Regions from separate parts of the Mus musculus genome. Here all the other regions are linked to region 3. Evidence: chromatin contacts called from public HiChIP or PLAC-seq and promoter capture Hi-C data. All regions are on one chromosome and are shown on one strand. Each heading gives the region's core, a stretch centred on a gene start, on an enhancer-like site or on the middle of the called end of the contact. The rest is flanking DNA. Distances are from core to core; before and after follow the strand shown.

Region 1 (2,700 bases), core at 167-2,666, 2.0 Mb before region 3:
GCTTCTGAAATTCCAAGGAATGAAGGTCAGGTTTGAGTCACACTGGGTTGGGGAAATGGATGGAGGTGGGAGGAGGGCGGGAGAGGGAGATGCAGCAAGGGAACCCGGCAAGCATCCTCTCCCTTCGCTAAGCCCACGACCACCTTAAAACTGCCCCAGTCCAGTGGCTTTCCTGACCATCGTCCGTGCCTCATTCCTTGGACAGCGACTTTTTGTCTTCCGCAGAGGAGGTTAGAGCCACAAGGAGGATCCAGAGCCCAGTACAGGCAGGGAAGGTCAAGGGGAGAGAGAGCTATCAGGTATCTATCTCCCTCTGTGAAGCAGAGACGGGGGAGAGAGGTCCAAAAGAACAAAACAAAACAAAAAGAGAAAGGGACTGCGGAGAGGCCAAAGATTTAGAGGGTCCAGAAGGATGCAGTTGCAGTGAAATTTGGAGCCAGCTAGGGACAGTGAAGACAGGACGGGCGGGCAGGCAAGCGGGCGCACTCACCTGGTCACCGTGCGCCGAGCGCGGGGGCTGTGCGCTCTCTCCAGGCCCAGGCGCGCCCCGATGCCGACCAGCACGAGTAGAGCGGCGACACCGCACACCGCGTAGACCGCAGTGTGGCTGCGCTCCCGGGCCGGGTCGCGCGGGGCGGCGGTGTCACGGGCGCGGGCGGGCGGCCGGCCAGTCTGCACCCAGGCCGGTGTGTCGTAGTTGGAGCAGCGGCTCTGGTCCAGGCGGCGCGGGCCGTCGTGGCAACAGAAGCGGTAGCCGCACGTGCCGCAGCAGAAGCTGTAGACGCCCGAGCTGCAGTTGAAGGGCGGGTCCCACTGGCCCATCACGTCGTAATAGCCGCGGCAGCGGTCGCCTCCCGCCGGTGCCACGGTACCGGACCCTGCGATCTCCTGCTCCTCGGGAGCCCCCGCGCGGCCCGACGGCGACCCTGCCAGCAGCAGCGCCAGTCGGAGTGCGAGCGGGAGCCCATGCGAGCGCCGGCCACAGCGCTGTCCCCGCGCCCCAGCGCGCTCCATGCAGCCCGCTCCTTCTGCTATTGCGCCCGGCGCATGGCTCGGCGCGTGGCCGCTCTGCCAGGCTCCCCCAGCCCTCCGGGACCGGTCGCTCGGTCGCCCAGCTGCCCGCGCAGTCTCCCCGCCGACGCCTCCTGGTGCGTCTGCGGTTCCAGACACAAGTGAGCTCGGTGTAGAGTACGCGGGGCTGGATCTCCGGTGGGCGCGTTTTCCTCCGGGGCTCACCTCGGACTGCGCACGGTGGAGGCGGGCGGCGAGTGCTCGCCTGCACAGTCCCCAGCTCCCTCTGACCCGGGAGGGCGTGCGGGGCCTGGGTCTTTTGGAGACTGCGCCGGGCGGCGGGTCGCCGGACACCTCTGTCTTCCCGCCGCCCGCTCCGCGGTGCCCGCGCTCTGGCTCCGGCTCCGGCTCCGGCGCGGGCTCGGCGCGGGCTCGGGCGGGCGGGAGGGAGCGAGGGGAGGAGGGCGGGAGGGAGGCAGAACCGGGGGAGGAGCGCGGCCGCTGCGCCGGGAGGGAGGGGTTCTGTAAGGTCAGTGCAGCAAGCGCGCCCGACCAGGGACCCTCTCCAAGACCTCCCTCAAACTGTTGTCGGAATTGGGCCCTCGAGGGGGCTCAGCTTAAGATCTGGGGATTCGGATCTTGGCAACCTTGGATGAGCGATTCCCTGCTTTTTTAAGTAAGGGGACAGAGGCATAGAGATCAAAGCAGCCTGGAATTCACTGGGAAGGGACTCACAAACACACACACACACACACACACACACACACACACACACACACACACACGCCCCAATGTTCCATTCCTGTGTCTGGTCCTGACATGAATGAGGAAGGCACAATAAGGACCCCCAACACAAAAATGGCAGAATCAAGCTTTGATCAACCCCTCTCTGGTCTGCCCCAGAGCATGTGCCCTGATTCTAAAACCTGGACATTTGGCTGGGGTCCTAGGATGTCCCAGTTCTGGAAACAGTCTGGCCAGAGCCCTCAAGTGGTCGGCTCCCCTCCGCGGCCTCTGCTATAGAAGGCTGAGCAGGTCCTGGGGACCAGGCCAGTTGTACTCCCCTGTCTGTCCTCAACTCTCACTCCCTGGGACTCCCAGGTCCTTTCACAAGCTTAGGGAAAGAATGAGGAGGCATGGCTCAATGCCCCATTCCACCACTCCCCCGCTGAGCTGCTAAGGAGAATATGACCCTGATGCCAGTCATTGCCTCTCCCTGCCTCAGTTGCTATGGTTAAGGTCAAAAGGTCTTCTTGGAGCCAGGCAGTGGTGGCACTCACCTTTAATCCCAGCACTTGGGAGGCAGAGGCAGATGGATTTCTGAGTTCGAGGCCAGCCTGGTCTACAAAGTGAGTTCCAGGACAGCCAAGGCTATACAGAGAAACCCTGTCTCGAGAAAAAAAAAAAAAACAAAAAAACAAAAAAAAAAAAAAAACCAACAACAACAAAAAGGTCTTCTTGGTGCCAGCAATGGCATAGCAGTACTGAAGGCTTGCGGAGAGGTTGAAGAAGGAGGACCACTTGGGCTCACAACTTTGACCAGCCAGGGCAATGTGCTGAGACCCTGTCTCAAAAAGCAAACAGAACAAAATAGTGTCCTTTCACACACTAAGGACAAAGCAGGGGGATTCCTTGAGGCAAAATTAATCTAAATCAGAGGTCCTCAACCTTCCTGATGCTGCAACCCTG
Region 2 (2,700 bases), core at 157-2,656, 1.4 Mb after region 3:
TATGGGTCTTAGCTACTTAGTCTTTAAAAACATTTAAGTCCTTTGCCTATAATTAAATTAGGGATTTCATTGTTGAGTTTTAGTTCTTTATGTAATCTGGACACTAGGTATCTATTTTTTGGCTACAAGTGATTTATCACTTGTTGAAACATTGTTACCTTTTAAATGTAGAAAACTCAAAAGAGGGCCGAGCTTGGTGGCTCAAGCCTTTAATCCCAGCACTCCGGAGGCAGAGGCAGGCAGATTTCTGAGTTCGAGGCCAGCCTGGTCTACAAAGTGAGTTCCAGGACAGTCAGGGCTATATAGAGAAACCCTGTCTCGAAAAAACAAACAACAAAAACAAACAAAAAACAATAACAAAAACAAAAGAGAGAAAGAAAGAAAGAAAGGAAAACTCAAAAGAGATGGAAACAAGACGGCCTATGAGAGTTAAATAACAAAGGGGTTTCCCATCTAGGGCTGTGTGGGGCCACAAATAGGGCTATGGTCAGACCCTCACAGCAACACCAGCCACAAAAAGACAAAGGGCAAGGTAGTACTGTATAGTATTGTCCCTATTTCTGTTTCAAATATACATAGAATTATAAAAATAGAAACGTCAAAATGTTAACACTAGTGATCTTAAATAATCAGAGTGTTTATTTGTTTTTGTTGTTGTTTTTTGTGTTGTTGTTGTTGGTGTTTTTGAGATATAGCCCTGACTGTCCTGGAACTTGCTCTGTAGTCCAGGCTGGTCTCAAGAGCAGAGATTCACCTGCCTCTACCTCCCAAGTGCTGGGATTAAAGGAGTGTGCCACTACCTGGCATATTGATCAGGTTTTTAAAAATTCTTGTCAACTTTCTAAATTTTCTCCAGTAACGTATGATTTTTGAGTTGGAAAATTATAAAGTTTTTGTTTGTTTGTTTGTTTGATACTAGAATGGAAGCCAAGGTCTCCTGTCTGCTAGGAAAGGACTCTACCAACTGAGGTACACCCTTAGATCAAGAACTGGGTATTTTTAAGGTATTCTCAAGTGTTACTGCAATTTTGCAAGACTCTTTACATCACGTACACAGCCTCAAAAAAGGAAAAATCTCACGAGGAGCTTGAGGGTTACCCGTTTTCTTCCTCCTTGCCAAGATTTACAAACTCCAAGGGCAGGAAAGCTTTCAGAACAGAAAAGTCTGACTAAAACGAAAATCTGATTCAAGTGAAATGCAGCCCTAAGGTTCACAGTGACAGGCTGAGAGCCCGCCCTGAGTCTGCGCAAACTCATTTAGGCCGCGCGCAGAGGCTCCGCCTCCCGCCTGCCCGCACTAAGGTTGGGCGTGCCCGGCGCCAGGTCCCGCCCACATACCTAGGCCCCGCCCCACACGCAGGCCTCGCCCCGGAGCCGCAGCCTGCTAGGCCGTAAATTTGCATTCAGAGCTGGCCGACCCAGGGCCCGCCCACTCTGTGCTTCACTCCGCCCGCACCGCCCGCGACCCCGGAAGTCGGAGATGGTGGCCCAGTGGCTCCACCTCCAGCTGGGCAAGGCTCCGCCTCTAGACAGGGCCCCGCCTCTCAGCTGCGAACCGCGGCCTCCAAGTATGCCGCACCCTGGACTTCATTTCCGGCGCAGGCTACTTAGAAGTCACGCCCCCAGACTCGAGAGGCCCCGCCCTACGTCTACCGCGAGTCTGCTTCCGGGGTGGAGCGTGAGAGTTGTGTGTTATTTTAAGGGCTGTGGGCGCCGTGGGCGCACTTCTGCCTTTTCTGCTCCCTCTGTACCCCCTCAAGGTGTGAGCGTGGAGCTTTCTAGGTCCCTAGAGGGGGCAGGCCACGGCACCGTCTTGGCGGCGGAGTCCTGGCACCGGGAACCCGAGGCCCCTCCTACTTTAGACTGTAGCCTCCCTCTGTACCAGGAGCGACGTGGCCCTGCCGGGTGCTCAGCCCTATCCAAGAAATGCAGAGCCCAGGCTAGCCCCGCAGTGTGAACGCCCCTTTTGGAGGTCTGCAGGCCCAGAGACGAGAGCGCCTATTTGTTGACAGCCACTTTTCAGGAAGGCCCGCACATGCTTCTGATGTGCTGTCGCAGGGCTCCTAGCCACTGTGGCCAGCACTGTCCCTCCACAGAGAGACAAGTCCTTCCACACCCTGGTTCTGATTCTCTGGTTTAATCTGTTCTGCTCAGCTGGAGCACATAGTTCCTTTCCGTGGTCACCTCTCGTCGCCAGCACTGCCCCGTTCATCATTCTTTATTCCTAGCCAGAAGACTTTAAGCATCCTGGAGGTGCCTGATGTCCCCACCCCAACTTGTTCACCGAGACCATCAAATAAAGGTTCTTTAACCTTTAATAATGGCTCATACAGAGGACCCACTGTGGCTTAAAACATCATGGGGTTGCTTAATCTACTAAATGTCCTGGCTTATCAACTCAGCACACTGGAGCATGTGGTTTCCCCTGGTGATGGCCAGCGTTGAGAAAGGGTGCTTATATCGCATTATCACCAGCATGGAAGAGATCAAACTCAAAATCCCAAGTAGTGTTTCTGCTGATGCCTGTCGCTTCTGCACCATTACAAGATCAACCCCCAAATGAAACATTGTAGATTGTGCATCATTTGTGCGCTGTCTTTCTTTGTACCGGAGTCAGGAGTGGGTTGCAGAAGATGGTCTCTATGATGCCTTTGAAGAACATGGAAAAGTAGGTGATTTCCAAGCATCTGGTTTGTTGGA
Region 3 (2,700 bases), core at 134-2,633:
TAAGTACCCTAGATTGCGTTAGGATAGGAACATAGCAATTATTCATGAATCCCTGCATGGTGTCAGGCTCAGATTCACGGGAACATGGGCCCCATCTTTGCAGATGCTTAACGAGAAAAAGGTCAGGAGTGTCCCGGAAGGAGGGGATGGAAAAGGAAGCTAGGCTTCAGTGGTCAAGTGCAGTGGTGTCAGGTTGACTGCAGGTCAGAGGACAGGAACCCCACTCTATCTTTAGTAAACTGCAGTTCAGAGCTACCAGTGGCTTTTATTACATTATTCTTTTGAGGCACAGTAACTGTTTCTGCTACCAAAACACAAACGCACAGCTGTCTTTTTTGTTTATGTAACCGTCCTCACCTGAACACTCAAGAGAGCTCCATTCATCTTTTAAAAAATATGAATCTGGGGCTGGTGAGATGGCTGAACGGTTAAGCGTGTCAACTGCTCTTCCAAAGGTCCTGAGTTCAAATCCCAGCAACCACATGGTGGCTTACAACCATCCGTAACGAAATCTGATGCTCTCTTCTGGAGTGTCTGAAGACAGCTACAGTGTACTTACATATAATAAATAAATAAGTATTTTTTAAAAATATGAATGTGGGTGGTGGTGGTCCATGCACCTTTAATTCCAGCACTTGGAGGCCAGGGGCAGATGGAGCTCAGTGAGTTCGAGGCCAGCCTGGTCTACAGAGCAAGTTCCAGGACACTCGGGCCTACACAGGAAAAACCTTTAAATGAAATATAATGTCGCCAGGCAGTGGTGGCGCACGCCTTTAATCCTAGCACTTGGGAGACAGGCAGGCGGATTTCTGAGTTCGAGGCCAGCCTGGTCTACAGAGTGAGTTCCAGGACAGCCAGGGCTACACAGAGAAACCCTGTCTCATAAATAAGTAAATACATAAATTAAATGTCATACACATTTCTGAGGAGTCTGGGAAGGCGAAATTTATTCACTTCTGAGAGTCTGTTCGCTCCTAACACCATGTGGGTCTGCAGGATTGAACCAAGCTGTCAGGCTTGGAGGCAAGTATCTTTACATACCGAACTCTCTTTAAAGACGCCTCCACCCCATCCTCAGCCCAGACCCTTTTTACTGGACCCGTCGGTTCCCGGAGCACACACTCTGTCTTCCTTGCGCCCTTCTGCTCACACCTTAGAAGTGGAACTGAGGCTCCAAGGACTAGACCGGGGTAAGCCCCCATACAACGAGGAGCTCAGCTCCGTTGCCTTTTCACGGGACCAGCTCTGCCCATAACCGCAGCTTTCTGGGCGTCACTGAACGCTCCACGCTTGCACTGGGCTTCCTGGCGTTCTTGTGAACATCCGGGTCACTCTCTCATACGGACCAATGAGCGGAGGGTCTTGAGTCAGGGGGCGGACCCTAGGTGGTACAACATGGCGGCGCTCGGCACGCAGCTTCCGTGACCTGTAGCCGAGCCTCTTGTGTTTGTAGCTGAGTTTGGTTGGGCGCGGGCACCGCCTTGGGGCAGCAGCCGGAGAGGGAGCCATGGGGACAGTGCACGCCCGGGTGAGAGGCCCCCGCGGCGGCTGGGCGGGACACGCGCGCCTGGGGCAAGGGCGGCAGCGAGGGTGTGGGAGCTGCTTTGGGCCGGAGGCTGTCTGTCGCGGTCGGGAGGGCAGTGGTGACTTGCCCAAGGTCATTCAGCGGAATTTCCCCAGGTGACCTTACAGCACCAAGGCTTGGAAGAAGGGTTTGTCAGAAGACAAGACACAACAAGTTATTTTGCAGCCTTGTTTTACAGTTTCCAGTTACTATTATGTGCACCAGTGTGTGCGCGCGCGCGCGTGTGTGTGTGTGTGTGTGTGTGTGTGCGCGCGCACTTTGTGTGCATAGCCCGTGGAGGCCAGAAGGGGGCAATTGATCCCCTGAAACTGTAGTTCCAGAGAGTTGTGAGCCTCCTTATAGGTGTCAGGAACCACTCTGGTCCTCTGCAAGAGCAGTACCTGCTGAACCCATCGCTCCAACCCAGCACTATTGCTTAAAAAGGGGTGTGTGTGTGTGTGTGTGTGTGTGTGCATGCATGTGGAGGTCAGAAGACAACAGCTGGAGTCAGTTTTCTCCTACTTTGTGGTGTGGAAACTGGGGAATGGAACTCTGGTGATTAGGCCCTAAGGGGCGAGTGCCTGTGCCTGCCGATCTGTCCTCACTTTTGAGTTGGCTTTCATTGAGTTGGCAACCTGGAATTGGGCAGAATGAGCTCCCTCCCCATAAATGGGCAGAGCAAACTATAGAAGACCCTTGTGCTGTCTCAGCATCTCCTCCATCCCTATTTCTGACTTTGGCTTTGTAGCCCAGGCTAGCCTCATATTAGTAGTCTTGTCTAAGCTTCTGACGAGCATGTGTCAGTATCTCGGGCAAGCACTCACTGAGCTATATCCATAGATCTCTTCAACTATTTTCCTTCACTAGGCTGTCAGGGCCAGCCTGGAGCTCAGTCTGTAGTCCAGGCTGGCCTTGAATTTGGAATCCTTCATACCTTTGAGTAGCTGGGCTTATAGATCCAGTAGCTAGGCATGGCACTACACACCCTTAATCTCAGCACCCAGGAGGCAGATACAGTGAATTTGTTGTGAGTTCAAGTCCAGCCCTGTCTATGCAGTGAATTTTAGGCCAGCGAGAGCTATATAGTGAGGCCCTGTCTAAAAACAAAACAAAACAAACACTACGTAGTGAGAGAA

The links. Promoter capture Hi-C pulls out the DNA fragments that hold promoters and counts their contacts. HiChIP or PLAC-seq counts read pairs in DNA pulled down with a chosen protein or histone mark.
Region 1: a contact with region 3 is called in an HNF4G HiChIP or PLAC-seq map of pancreatic cancer cells. The contact joins the promoter of Shisa8 here to the promoter of Samm50 in region 3.
Region 2: a promoter capture Hi-C map of liver shows a contact between it and region 3, with 6 times the contacts expected there. The contact joins the promoter of D130051D11Rik here to the promoter of Samm50 in region 3. A contact is called at or near these places in 2 of 39 promoter capture datasets (liver and pre-B cells) and 1 of 115 datasets of contacts at active chromatin or transcription factors (pancreatic cancer cells).

What each region holds. Positions count from the first base shown.
Region 1 is chr15:82,211,399-82,214,098 of GRCm38.p6, forward strand. Shisa8 (shisa family member 8) reads right to left here and starts at 1,417. Exons shown (of 4, transcript NM_001207021.1): 1 at 491-1,417. The coding sequence starts at 1,014.
Region 2 is chr15:85,633,190-85,635,889 of GRCm38.p6, forward strand. D130051D11Rik (a long non-coding RNA gene) reads left to right here and starts at 1,407. Exons shown (of 2, transcript XR_003951642.1): 1 at 1,407-2,700.
Region 3 is chr15:84,190,857-84,193,556 of GRCm38.p6, forward strand. It overlaps Samm50 (SAMM50 sorting and assembly machinery component), which reads left to right and starts at 1,384. Exons shown (of 15, transcript NM_178614.5): 1 at 1,384-1,528. The coding sequence starts at 1,508.